2 separate regions of the Mus musculus genome follow, and region 2 is linked to region 1. Evidence: chromatin contacts called from public HiChIP or PLAC-seq data. All regions are on one chromosome and are shown on one strand. The core of a region is the stretch at or near the end of the contact, and the rest is flanking DNA. Distances in the headings are between cores, read along the strand shown.

Region 1 (6,799 bases), core at 2,856-5,355:
TCAAGGACATTTTTCCATTTAACCATCTCATTGGGCCTATCTGGCTCTGAACAATGACGTTCAGCCGCAGTATGGCCATGAACATCAATATTTAAAAAATTGAGTGTAAAGAGTGCCAAAGACACAGACACTCTTGGTGCTCGGGGTACAGTCTCCTCAAAAGTTCCCCTCTTCTGTTTTATAAGATAGGCTTTGAGGGTGCGATGCGCACGCTCAACAATACCCTGTCCTTGAGGGTTGTATGGAAGTCCAGTCAGGTGGGTCACGTCCATCTGACGGCAGAACTGTTGGAATTTTTGAGACGTATAAGCTGGTCCATTATCAGTCTTAAGGAGTCTGGGTTTCCCCCAAGCACTCCATGCCTCAAGGCAATGTTGAATCACATGTGAGGCTTTTTCTCCGGTTAACGGAGAAGCAAACATGATGCCAGAACATGTGTCAATGGACACATGGAGATATTGAAGTTTTCCAAAGGAAGAAACATGTGTAACATCCATTTGCCAGACCTGTAGAGGTCGAATACCGCGTGGATTAATTCCCACATGAGGAACTGGCAAGAACTCACAGCAGCTTTGACATTGAGTAACAATGTCACGGGCTTCTTTTCTTGTCAAGGAGAAACGACTGCGTAATGTTTCAGCCGTCACATGAAAATTGTTATGAAAATTTTTTGCAGCCTCTACCGGGGATGATAGGGCAGCAGCCACCACTTTAGTGGCCTTATCTGCCAAATCATTTCCCAGAGCCATGGGGCCAGGTAGGCCTGAATGGGCTCTAACATGAGTAATATAAACAGGAGATCTTCTAGATAACAAAACTAATTGTATCTGCTGAAAAATATTGGCAACTCTACTGGAAGGCTTAATCACTCCAGCCACTTCTAAAAGATTTACTGCATTAACCACATAATAGGAATCTGACACAATATTAAGGGGTTTTAAAAAGGTTTTTAAAACTTCTAAGACCACTAAACATTCTACCACTTGAGGTGAATTTTCATTATACTGTTTGGATACCACTTTACCATTAGCCACATAGGCACCTATGCCAGTTTTTGATCCATCAGTATATACCACAATCCCATTTTTAAGTGGGTTTCTTACTGTTATTTGTGGAAACACAACAGATTGATTTTGGGCAAACTGTAAGATTGGATGCTTTGGATAATGGTTATCTATTTTTCCTGAAAAGGAGGTAACTAAAACTGCCCAATCATTAGATGCGGCTGCCAAGGTTTGAACCTGTGCAGCGGTATAAGGTACAATTAAAAGATATGGACTTTGCCCAAAGTGGGTGATTGCTGCTTTTAGACCTTTAAGGGCAAGCTGTGCAATTGCATCAGGATACCAATCTATTATTTTAGCTGGGGATACGTTTGGATGGATCCACAACAATGGCCCATTCTGCCACAAAACTGCAGTTGGCAATTGTGCTGTCTTAAAGACACACAAACTGAAAGGCTGCGAATCCTCAATACGTTGTAATTGTGCATTCTGTAAGGCCTTTTCCACTTTTTGTAAGGCCTGGTTAGCAGCTAGAGTAAGAGTCCTAGGGGAGGAGATATGAGGATCTCCTTCTAAAATACCAAACAAAGGCCTTAACTCAGCGGAAGGAATCTTTAAAAAAGGTCTGAGCCAATTAATATCTCCCAACAGCTTTTGAAAATCATTTAAGGTATGGAGGTGATCTCTTCTTATCTCTACCTTTTGGGGCACAATCTTATCTGGGGACACCGCAGAGCCCAAGAATTGTCCTGTATCAGAAATTTGGACCTTTTCTGTGGCTATCTGTAAACCCCACTGACTTAAAGTTTTAAGTAGAAAAGGATATGCCTTTTGTAGCATGGTAAGGTCTTTATGGCACAGGAGGATGTCATCCATGTAAAGGAGCAAAATTAAAGAGGGGAATTGTTCCCTCACTGGCAAAAGAGCTTTTTGCACATAAAGCTGGCACATTGTAGGACTATTGGACATCCCCTGTGGTAAGACCTTCCATTGATACCTCTTATCAGGTTTAGCAGAATAAGCTCTCTGACCCGTTAACAAGTCAAAAGTCCAATCTCTCTGCTCTGGAGTCAAAGCAGCTGCGTTTGTTCGGGCCTGCGCTTGTGCAGCTTCGTGCCAAAGCGCTTTCCATTCCATGTATTTGCCCATACTAGGGAGAGCGGCTTTTACAACCGTTTGCCAGTCAGCAGGAGTTAGTGCCATGCCAGCGAGCCTGTCTAACTGCACCAAGGTAAAATTAGCATTGGTTCCGTATTTACGAACCGACTCAGCAATTTCTTTAATCTGCACATATTCTACCGGAGCGTGGACACGCCCACCCTCGGCTCCTTCAAAGACTGGAAATGCCTGTTCTATTTTCCTTTGTTCCTCTCGGGGAATGAATGAGTCTGCGCACTGCCTCTCTGCGCACTGCCTCTCTGCGCATTGCTGACGCACTACGGGCTGACGCACTACGCAGGGCGGGGACTCCGCATAGGGCGGGAGTGCACCTGGTAGCCGATTGCCCTGAGGCCAATTAGCAAACTGGCCTTCGCCAGCCGCTTTTGGCTTTTTTCTTGACCAATTAGCTGGCTGGTAATGGGCTGCTTCTTCCTCCCAGTCTGTTTCCTCAGAGGAGAATTCTTCACCTGCTTCAGAGCTACTAAGAGCTGGCTCCCCGAGCCCATCCAGCGATGAGCACAGGCTCCTTTTCCTAGAGACCTCCGCTAATTGATCTTTCTTCTTTTCCCTTTTTCCTCTTTTTCTTCTAATCTCTCTCCAGGTATTCTTACCTGACCTAAACTTTTCCTCGGGTTCAAGACCCTTGGAAAGGCCTGTATACTTACCGTTTCTCCTTGCTCCTACTCTCTCTCCCCGCTTTACTTCTGATAGACTGCCCTGAATTTCCTCTAGAATTTTCAGCCCTATCTTAATCACTTGATAACATGTGAAAAGGAACAAAAGGGCTCCTAACACCAGAAAAAATTCAAGGCCAAACATTTTCCACTTTACTTCTGATAGACTGTCTTGAATTTCGTTAGAAAGTTCAAGATCAGACTTATCTTGTAAAGCTATACTTACGGGTTACCGCCGTTCCCCAGCTGAAAAGTTCTGAATTCATACAGTTGAATCCTTCTTAACAGTCTGCTTTACGGGAACCTTTATCACCGTCGTTCCCCAGCTGATGAGTTCTGAATTCGGCAGTTGAATCCTTCTCAACAGTCTGTGTTACGGGAACCTTTATAAACGTGATCCGCAGTTCTGGTTCCGGAATGAGGGATCCTCCTTGCGCCAGTCCCGAGTTTTTTTTCTCGTCCCGGAATTCGGCACCAATTGTTATTAGACGCGTTCTCACGACCGGCCAGGAAGAACACCACAGACCAGAATCTTCTGCGGCAAAGCTTTATTTCTTACATCTTCAGGAGCCAGGGTGCAGGAAGCAAGAGAGCAAGAAGCAAGAGAGCAAGAAGCAAGAGAGCAAGAAGCAAGAGAGAGCGAAAAGCAAGAGAGAGAAAAGACGAAACCCCGTCCCTCTTAAGGAGCATTCTCCTTCGCCTCGGACGTGTCACTCCCTGATTGGCTGCAGCCCATCGGCCGAGTTGACGTCACGGGGAAGGCAGAGCACAAGTAGTCATAAGATACCCTTGGCACATGCGCAGATTATTTGTTTACCACTTAGAACACAGGATGTCAGCGCCATCTTGTAACGGCGAATGTGGGGGCGGCTCCCAACAGGCAAACTCAGAGCTGGAAATACAGCTCAATGGCAGAGCATTTTCCTGGCTAACTTGAACACAAGGCCCCAGGTTCAAGCCCAGCACTATAAGCGTGTAAGGGTTGGGGAGAACCATGGAAACCCCTGAAATTGTTCTAGAGAGAGAAGCCCTGGGTCCAAGCTAGACAGCACTTTTGAGTATTGGACAACACGGTGTTGAAAACCGTGGTACATTAGGCTGCCATGGATGGCCCTGTGGTTTAGGGCAGGGGTGAGCCCGAGGGCAGGGAGGTCAGACAAAAGGCTATTTCAATAGCCTCAGCTAGGGTGGTGGCTACAGAACAAAAGCTAGAGACTGGGGTGTGCCTGACGCTGGCTCCCAGCTCCTGCACCTGCTGCTGTATGCTGAGGGCCACATCCCACCTTCCCGCTGGGAACAATGGGTCCTCTGGAAACTGGAAAGGCTGTGGCTAAGAGCCTGTGAGACGAGCCTATAAATCCACAGCCCCAACAATTCCAGACTACTCCTTTTGATTCATGGCTCCCCGCACGGCGTTCCACCCTGGCTCTGCAGCTGGGGCCTCTCGTCTCCAGCAGGACTGGGTTGGTTAAACTGAGATTCTAGAGTGTTCACAGAGCTATTCTGCTCGTTCCTGCTGAGCCTCGGATTTTGCTTCATCCTTCTCTGTCACACCCTTTGAAGCACTAGAATGTCTTTTCTTGTCGTCTAGCTCAGGAAAGGTAGCTGTGGATGATGTACTGTTTCTATGGGCAACCCTTGCTCATTGCTGTTCTCACAGGGCAGTACGGCCTTACTGCTCCTGGACCTTTTATATTGTCTGAACAAAGAAATTATACTTAGTAACACAGCACCTTTCATGCAGCTATCCACCATACAAGCTCCCCTATACATTCCTAAATTCTTTGAGATTATACGTTCATTGCACTGCCTAATCCAGAGCATCCTAGGCACTTGGTAAACTCATGATGGAAAAGAGCCAACACCTCCAAAGAGCCATTAGGATTATATTTTCCCCCTTAAAGCAGGAAATTGGATTAGTTGGCAAAGAGGGCAGATAAATAATATAAGCACACACATTTCAACTCATTGAAATGGCTCTGAAGGGCCAGCAAGATGGCTCACTGGGTTAAGGCACTTTGCTGCCAAGCCTGTTGAGCTGAGTTCGACTCCTATGACCCCCATGGTGAAAGGCAAGAGTCTACTCCTGAAAGTTGCCATCTGACCTCCAAACACATTGCACACGCAGGCACACACACACAAACAGAGTAAATGTTACTTAAAAATTTTTTAAAGGAAGAAATGACTCTCAGGTCCCAGGCTCACCTACGTTCTCCTTGTACTCCTAACATAGCACAAGGAAGCTTTAGCCCCATGCTTGGGATGCCGGGAACGTCCTGGACAGGAGCTGCAGGTGCGGGTGTGTCCCCACACAAACATGGAAATGGCAATCCTGGGGCAGAAGGGACAGCTGTGGTTGTTTGGGTTTTCCTTTCTTTGTTCTGTAAAAGCTTAAAGAACTCTCAGATTCACTTGGAATTGCAAAGATCCCCAAAGAGACATCAGTACAGTGAGAAAGTTAAAAACAAACAAACAAAAACAAAACAAAACAAAAAAACCTGAAGGACTCACACATTGCTAAGTCAAAATGAGCTGCAAAACTAAACTCACTAATCAAAGCTATGCTGGAGAGACACCTCTGAGATTATAAGCACTTGCTGCTCTTCCAGAGGACCCAGGTTCGATTCTTAGCACCTACATGGGTGATTACCCCGGCCAACAACTCCAGCTCCAGGTGATCTGATACAGTCTTCTGACCTCCACGGATACTTTACTCATGAGCGTATAACCCTACACAGATACACACATGTCCACATTAATAAACCTGAAAAAAAAACCTTAAAAAAATCCAAAACTGTGTGGTACTGCCATTAGTATAGACACATAGAAATAAACCTGTGCTTCTGGTCAAACGCTTTCAACAAGTCTATGTAGTGAGGTAAAGAGCAATCTTTTCAACATCGCTCAGAAAGCAGGGTTTCCACACAAATGGACCTCCATCGTGTTACATTTCGCCATGTGTAAAATGTAACACTGATGGAGAAATGGCCTAAAAAAAAAAGCATTAAAATATTAAAACCCAGCAAACTACTAAAGCCCAGAATCAAACACAAGAGTCAGTCATGACCTTGGATGTGTCAGGGGCGTCTCAGATGTGACATCAAAGCATGAGCACACAGGCAAAAATAAGAGGGCATCAGAACTTAAAACTTGTATACAGCAAAGGGCATGCCCAAGAAAGGAAAGAGGTACTCTATACAATGTGAGGATGATTTGCAGAAAACATATCTGACAAAAGACTTAATATCTAGGATATTATATATAGAACTCCAATTGTTCGATAAGAGGATATGTAACACAGTTAGTGGAATAAGCAAGCAGGGTGGGGTGCACACCTGTAATCCTAGCACTTGGGAGGTAGAGGTGGGGTCAGGGGAGTTTGAGTTCTAAGCATGGGCTTCTTATTAACGTCTACTTTCTTCCAAATCTCTGCAGCAACTTCTTGGATGATTTTAAACTTTCCACTGGATCAGAAGGGGATTCTCATGGACGCCCACTATTAAGTGGATGAGTAAGGTTACCTGCCAAGTGGACACGTCCTCAAATATTTAAAACTCCTAAATGAAATGAGCTTCTCCAAAAGCATAAATAAAAGGGCGTGGTGTGGCGTGAAGTGACATGACGTGGCGTGACTAGTACTTCCTTTGCCTTAAGAGAGAGTCTTTAATGTCACTTCTGTATGGCAGCTGTGGGTGGACTTGTCAAGAGAGTGCTTCCATTGAGAACTGTTTTCTCTTGGTTCCTTTGTCCTAAGTCGCATTCTGCAGCCACCCCACACACTTGGTCCCAGTGCTCGTTCCTAGGAGACAGTGCCCGAGGAGAAGTAGATCCAGTTGGCATACCATCTTTCATTACAAAGCAAATTATAGATTTCGCATGTGTAATTATTTATTTTGTGGCACCATGCCATCATATAGATAAACAAAGACTTTGAGAAAATTTACTAGCTTTTCTGGGAGT
Region 2 (6,799 bases), core at 3,208-5,707, 96 kb before region 1:
GTGTGTCAATGAGCATGTGGAAGCCAGAGACCAACATCAAGGGTCTTTCTCAGTCACTCTACCAGGTAGCCAGCAAATCCCCCACTTCCCCAGTACTGAGGTCACAGATGTTTTTACTGCTGTTCCTGGTTTATACTGGTTCTGAGGAAATCTCATGCTTCCGAAGTAAGCACTTTTATCAACTGAGCCACCTTCGCAGACTTTGTTTTGCTTGCTCGTTTAGAGACAGGCTCCTACTATGTTGCCCAGGCTGGCTTTGAATTGATGGCAATCCTAACTCATCCTCTGGAGTGCTGGGATTACAGCCATTCGCTGCATCTAGCTCTTGATAAATGGTTCTGTCTTTCTACCTGTCTGGTTCTTCTTTGGTCTCCTGCAGTCTGTACTTCATTAAGTCTAATCATTAACCTCTTGTCATTCAACACTACACTTCCTAGCAATACTCTGCCTTCAGCTCTCAATTTCCTGAATCTATCTCATCAGGCCAATGTTTCTCTCCTTAGATCCTTACACTAGGAACCACAAGTGGCTCAGTGGGCAAGGCACTCAACAAGAACGTCTGATGGCCTAAGCTCAACTCCTGGAACCCACACAGGGAAAGAGGAGAGAGAAACAGATTCCACACAACTGCCCTGACAGACCCCCACACCATACACACACAGTTAATTTTCTTTAATCTTTATATTATTATTAAGTACCTTATACTAAAAGTCCAACATAAACAAAAATAAATTCAATATATTCATGGTCTATGTGATGGTTAATCTTAGCTGTCAAGTTAATAAAATCTAGAATCACCTAGAAGGTGGGCCTCTGGGCTTAGGTCTATGGAGAATCATCTTGACTAGGTTAATTGAGGTTGAAGATTGTGGGTGGAACTATTCCCTAGACCAGGTTCCTAAACTGTATAAAAGGTGAAAATGAGCTGAGCACAAAGACTCATTGCTCTTCTTGGTTGCAGATGCAATGTTACCAACGGCTTCACACTCCTATAGCTTTGACTTCCCTATCATAATAGACTTTACCTTAAACTGTAAGCCTTCTTAGTTTTGTGTCTGTTGCTGTGATAAAACACCTTGCAAAAACAACTTAGAGGAACGTGTATCTGGCTCATCATTCCAGGTTACAAGCAATTCTGCAGAGAAGTCAGAGTGGCAGAACCTTGGAGTAGCTATTCACATCCACAATTATGGGCAGACAGAAGGAAGACATGCAGTGCTGGTGTTCTGCCTTTTTCTTCTAATTCAGAACAGAGCCTAGTCCATGAAATAGTGCTGCCTACCTTCAAAGTGAATTTTCCCACCTTAGTTAACCCAGTGAATAAAGCCCTTCTGGGGGTGGGGAGGACCCCACAGGCCAACCTAGACAATGCCTTACTGAGACTCCCTTCCCAGGTGACTCTGCATTGTGTCAAACTGATCATCACACCTTCCTTTCTTACCTTGCTGTGGCTGGGTGTTTTAATCACAACACCACAAAAGCCTCCTAGCACTCAAACTTGCCTTCTCCCGTTTCAGTGAAAGGTGTCACCTGCTCAAGAAAAACCTGCCTCTTCCCTAACCACCCACACCCAAGCAGCCACCTAGTCCTGACATTTTAACTCCTAAGGGTCTTTGAAATCCCAGAGTTCTCTCTAGCCCCAGTGCCACTTGACCAATTCAGAACGTCACTGTTCCTTCTCTGGATTACAACAGCTATCTTACTGCTCCCCATCTCTGCTTCCAGGATGGCTGCTCTCTACTACATTCTACTACACTCTCCACCATGTAGCCATTTTGGAAACCCCAGCTCTCCCATTTACTAACTATAAGAGGTAATATAACTAACTTCTCCTTGAGCTACTTTCTTTTTCTAAAAAAAGAAGCAATGGACCCTTATCTCACAAAGATATCATGAAGATTAAATAAATATAAATATCTGGGTTTATACACAGAAACCATTTGAAGTAGGGCTTGGTACTCTGCACTAAATACATATTAGTGGGTATTTTATTAAAACACAAATTTAATTTGGATATTCCCTGACTTAAAGTCTGTCTATGCCTCCCCTGTTGCCATTGTTTTTTCATAAAAAGGCAAACAAACAGAAAACAAGATTCTCCAATGTGCCTGACAAGGGCCTTTATAAGGCTCCTTATAACCTATACAGCCCCTACCTGCTACCATTGTACTTCCCATTTAGATCATGGAGCAAAGGCGGGGCTACAAGCAATTCTCCTCCTCATGTTCTAACCATCCTTAAGCACTTGAGGCTCTCTAATCTTATCATCTAAGCCAGGACTTCTAGGTCTGCTGATGCTTTCTCTGTGCTTGACCTAACTAATTCTACTCAGTTGTTGTTGTTGTTGTTGTTGTTATTTTGGTCAGGGCTGGGGAGATGTCTCAGTAAAAGAAGCAAAAGGACTGGAGTTCAAATCCTTAGAACCCATGCAAAAAATGGGTATGGTTAATATGCACCTGCAATTTCATTGTTCCCACAGAGATAGAAGATAGAAGGGAAAATAGCCAGAAGCTCACAGGCCAGCTAGAATGATGATGGCAATATCAAGACAACAAGAGACCCGAAACAAGGTAAAAGTTGAGGACCCATTACCCAGGCCATACCCCCACACATATCCATAAGTTTGTTTTTTTTTTTTAAGATTTGTTTATTCATTATATGTAAGTACATTGTAGCTGTCTTCAGACACTCCAGAAGAGGGCGTCAGATCTTGTTACGGATGGTTGTGAGCCACCATGTATGTGGTTGCTGGGATTTGAACTCTGGACCTTCGGAAGAGCAGTCGGGTACTATTACCCACTGAGCCATCTCACCAGCCCCCATAAGTTTTTTAAAGGCTTATTCATTTAGGTATTTTATGTATATGAGTGTTCTTCCTGTATACCTGCACACCAGAAGAGGGCATCAAATCCCATAGGGTTTGATGAGCCATCATGTGGTTGCTGGGATTGAACTCAGGACCTCTGGAAGAGGAACCAGCACTCTTAACCGCTGAGCCATCTCTCTAGCCTAGCCCCACGCAGATTTTAAAGAATATACTTTTCTAGATGCTTTTTCTGACCCATCATAGTCTATAATAACCAGTACTACAAAAATTTCAACTCCCCCCATTACAGACTTTGCCACACAATAACAGCTGTCATTTCTTTACCCCTCCCCCCACTGTTACCATGACAAACTCTACAAGTGCACATGAAACATGGAAATTGATTAATTATCTGGACTAGTCTCAAAACTATCAATGTCATTTACCAGATTTTTTAAGCCAGTTACAACAGTGAGTATCAGATAATCATGTACTTCACGGTTTACTGGATAATCTGGGAGTTTTACAATGGACTTTCATATAGCGGTTAAGCAAAATACACCTCAGAAATCAGAAGGCCTGCAAGTCCCAGTTGCCAATCCCACTGGGATGTTTTTGTTTCTTCATTTGTAAAATGCTGCCAATTATTCTAGCCTCCTTGGGATACGAATTTTAAATGAAGTAACGCAGTGCCATTTAGAACGTGTTAAGTGTTAATATCACGATGTTGTCTAATATCTCGATAATAAATGAAGGAGTGGTGGGGCCCTCCATTCTCAATGGTCTGGAAATTTCATAAAATTATCAATTCATACCTCAAACTTTTTCAGTTGTCCCCCAAATCCATTTTTACAGCATCGTTACTAGGCTTTAAGCCATGAACTATATTGGTTAATTCACAACTCCAAATATACTTGTAAAGGTACAATGAAGGGTTTTTTTTCTTTCCAATTTCCACTTCAATTTTAAGACAATGGTGATTAGCTTGTACGTAAATTGCATATATCTTAAATATTTCCATCGACATATGACTTAAACCTTGTTACTGCATCATAGTAAATGAAGAGGGTATAAGAAATCACCGCGCAACGCAAATTCCCTCTATCCTGCACCTATTAAATAAGTCAGGATAATTCACTCTAATACACTCCTTAGGGGTCCGCTACTAGCTACCATTCCTTGGTGGCGCCCTTTAATCGTCCCACAATCGGTCCTGTCCGAGTGGGAAGCGTCCGGGTTTAAGATAGAGAAAAGTGAACACTGAATCTAACGCAATGCAGAATCCTTATATCATGACGAAGCAAATCGCCAACCTCAGCAGCAGCGCCCCCGGGATATGCACCGGACGAGCCCTGTCCTCCCCTGCATCGCACCGGGATGGAGAGAAGTGGGCTCCCCGGGCGCCTTTCCCACGGCGAGAAGTCAGCGGCCCGGGAAAGGCCGGGCAACCTCGCCCCTCACCTCGGCCTCCGCCTCGTCCCCGGGGTCCAGCTGATCCAGGCTCCATCCCAGGGACGCCGTCACCTCCTCCAGCGTCCGGCAGCAGCTCTCCACAAACTCGCTCAGCTCCTCCTGGAGCCGACGCCGCTCTTCCAGAGGAGGAGGTTCGGTCTCCATGATGGCAGCTCACCTCAGGCAGGAAGAGGCGGAACTGCTGGGCGCGCACGAGCTTCTGGGCGCGCACGGGCTTCTGGGAGCCGTGGGCGGGGCCCCGGGATGGCGCCAGCCTATCGGGAAGAGCCGACGGGCAGGGCGGAAGCGGTAGTTTTGAAAGGTGTTTCCACGCTCTTCTGGGTTTAGTTTGCGTAGCAGGTTAGAACTTGCGTCCCAGCTTTGAGCATCATTCCGCTGCTCCTTCGATGTTTTTAGGAGAAATTATTTATATCGGCAGGAAAGTTTAAAGAACAACACAGAAAGTGTCAGTGTAGCCTTTCTCCAGCTCATTAGCGTTTTCCCTCTTACAATTACTTCTAGATTCTTTATCCCAAATGCTATTATGCACATCCTCAGAACATTTTCCTACATAATCACAATGCATGATCAAACAGAAAATTCCTGAAACGGCTCTTCAAATTCTTTTTAAAGCAATTTATTATGTTTTAACCAATTGGCTATAATTGGTTATTATTTCTTAATTTAGAACAGGACTGGTTAAGAGCATTGACTGCTCTTCCAGAGGTGTCCTGAGTTCAGTTCCCAGGAACCACAAGGTGGCTCACAACCATCTAAAATGGGATCTGATACCCTCTTCTGGTGTGTCTGAAGACAGCTACAGTGTACTCCTATACATTAGATAAATAGATAGATAGATATATCTTTAAGAAAGAAAGGAAGAGGGCTGGTGAGATGGCTCAGTGGGTAAGAGCACCCGACTGCTCTTCCGAAGGTCCGAAGTTCAAATCCCAGCAACCACATGGTGGCTCACAACCACCCGTAATGAGATCTGATGCCCTCTTCTGGTGTGTCTGAAGACAGCTACAGTGTACTTACATATAATAAATAAATAAATCTTTGAAAGAAAGGAAGGAAGGAAGAGAGAGAGCCAGGCTCTTGGCCAGCACTTGGAAGGCAGACACTTGGGAGGCAGATTTCTGAGTTCGAGGCCAGCCTGGTCTAAAGTGAGTTCCAGGACAGCCAGGGATATACAGAGAAACCCTGTTGTGTGTGTGTGTGTGAGAGAGAGAGAGAGAGAGAGAGACTGTGCTGGGGTATCTAAGAGACCAAATTCCTGTCTGAGTTACATTTGGCTTCTCCTCCTGAGAGTGGTGGTCCTGAATTCGAAATCACTAGGTGGTCATTGGCCACACTGTATTCACTGAGACTAAATGTTAGTTCAGTGACAGTTTAACAGTTTGTAAAGCATCCTGTTAACAACATAGAATACTGTAACTCTCAGGTAGTAACATGCTGTCTTGAATATTTTTCATGTAAAAAGTGCATTTTATGATATTTTGCATATATGTCTGTGTACCACATGGATGCCTGTTGCCAGAGTAGCAGTTAGCTATGCAGTCATTTTTCTAAAAGGGGAATTTGATATAGATAAGCTCAATTCAATAAAAACCAAATATAAACATTTTTGTTTATAATAAAATTATCAAAAGCAGGTTTATGAGTCATCCTGGAACTCACCATGTGGTTGTGTCAAATAACCAATTTAATAACAAGTGTGTCAGAAGCAGAAACCTTATGGATGATCACGGCGTGCTTATCTAAAGAAAGGTCATTGCTAATAAAGACACACGCTACATGTTCATAATAAAAATCACATGAAAAAAACACTATTGTCACAGGCATACTCAGAGGCCCAACTCAGGCGATTCTAGATTTTGTCAGCTTCACAGTTAACACTAACCACCATAGTATAGTGTTCTGTTCACATCTTAAAACTTAATTCATAGGTGGGGGTGGGGGTGCTGAGGCTGGGGGGAGGGGGAGGGGAAATGAATTAAGTTTTAAAATTGAGCATTATTATTTCATTATCATAATAGTTCCTGTTACTATCCAAATTTGTCTGAATTTGGCCAGTGGAAGTCATCTTCTTCCATCCCCCATGTCTTTGACACAGCTCTTTTATTATAGTGTCATGCACTTTGCTTTATACACAAGTGTATCTCTTCCCTTGTACGACTCCACATTTAATCTTCCTGTATTGTTTTGATCCCTAGAACTGAATCACATTTGCCTCCATATCAGATCTTTGCTTCTCTCCCCACATCGTTTACCACCAGTGGAAGAAATAGAAAGGGAAATTTTGGCTGCCAATCATTTCCAATGGCATAGTTCCCACCTTTTAATTTAAAGGAAGAAGAAGAAGAAGAAGAAGAAGAAGAAGAAGAAGAAGAAGAAGAAGAAGAAGAAGAAGAAGAAGAAGAAGAAATAGTAACTTTAGTCACTAACCGATAAGAAATGACTATTATGAAGAAAACATGGCAGCAGTCAAAAGACAGCCAGGGTTGAGTTCTAGAGCCATTAGTCACACTCCTCTCATGC

What was found. HiChIP or PLAC-seq counts read pairs in DNA pulled down with a chosen protein or histone mark.
Region 2: an H3K27ac HiChIP or PLAC-seq map of embryonic stem cells shows a contact between it and region 1, with 6 read pairs. The contact joins the promoter of Snrnp48 here to the enhancer-like site in region 1. A contact is called at or near these places in 2 of 39 promoter capture datasets (both in the 3T3-L1 cell line), 1 of 484 Hi-C or Micro-C datasets (cortical neurons), 8 of 115 datasets of contacts at active chromatin or transcription factors (CD8 T cells, embryonic stem cells, extraembryonic endoderm stem cells and 2 more) and 4 of 9 other capture datasets (adipose tissue, embryonic stem cells, liver and 1 more).

The regions. Positions count from the first base shown.
Region 1 is chr13:38,106,562-38,113,360 of GRCm38.p6, reverse strand. No RefSeq gene overlaps it. Among named protein-coding and RNA genes, the nearest start is that of Dsp, 41 kb to the left of the region's middle. Within about 2 kb of position 4,105, at least 13 of the 459 cell types and tissues checked have an H3K27ac peak or open chromatin away from gene starts, as enhancers often do. A contact at or near this core is called in embryonic stem cells, where this site is marked.
Region 2 is chr13:38,202,597-38,209,395 of GRCm38.p6, reverse strand. Snrnp48 (small nuclear ribonucleoprotein 48 (U11/U12)) reads right to left here and starts at 4,457. Exons shown (of 9, transcript NM_026382.2): 1 at 4,268-4,457. The coding sequence starts at 4,423.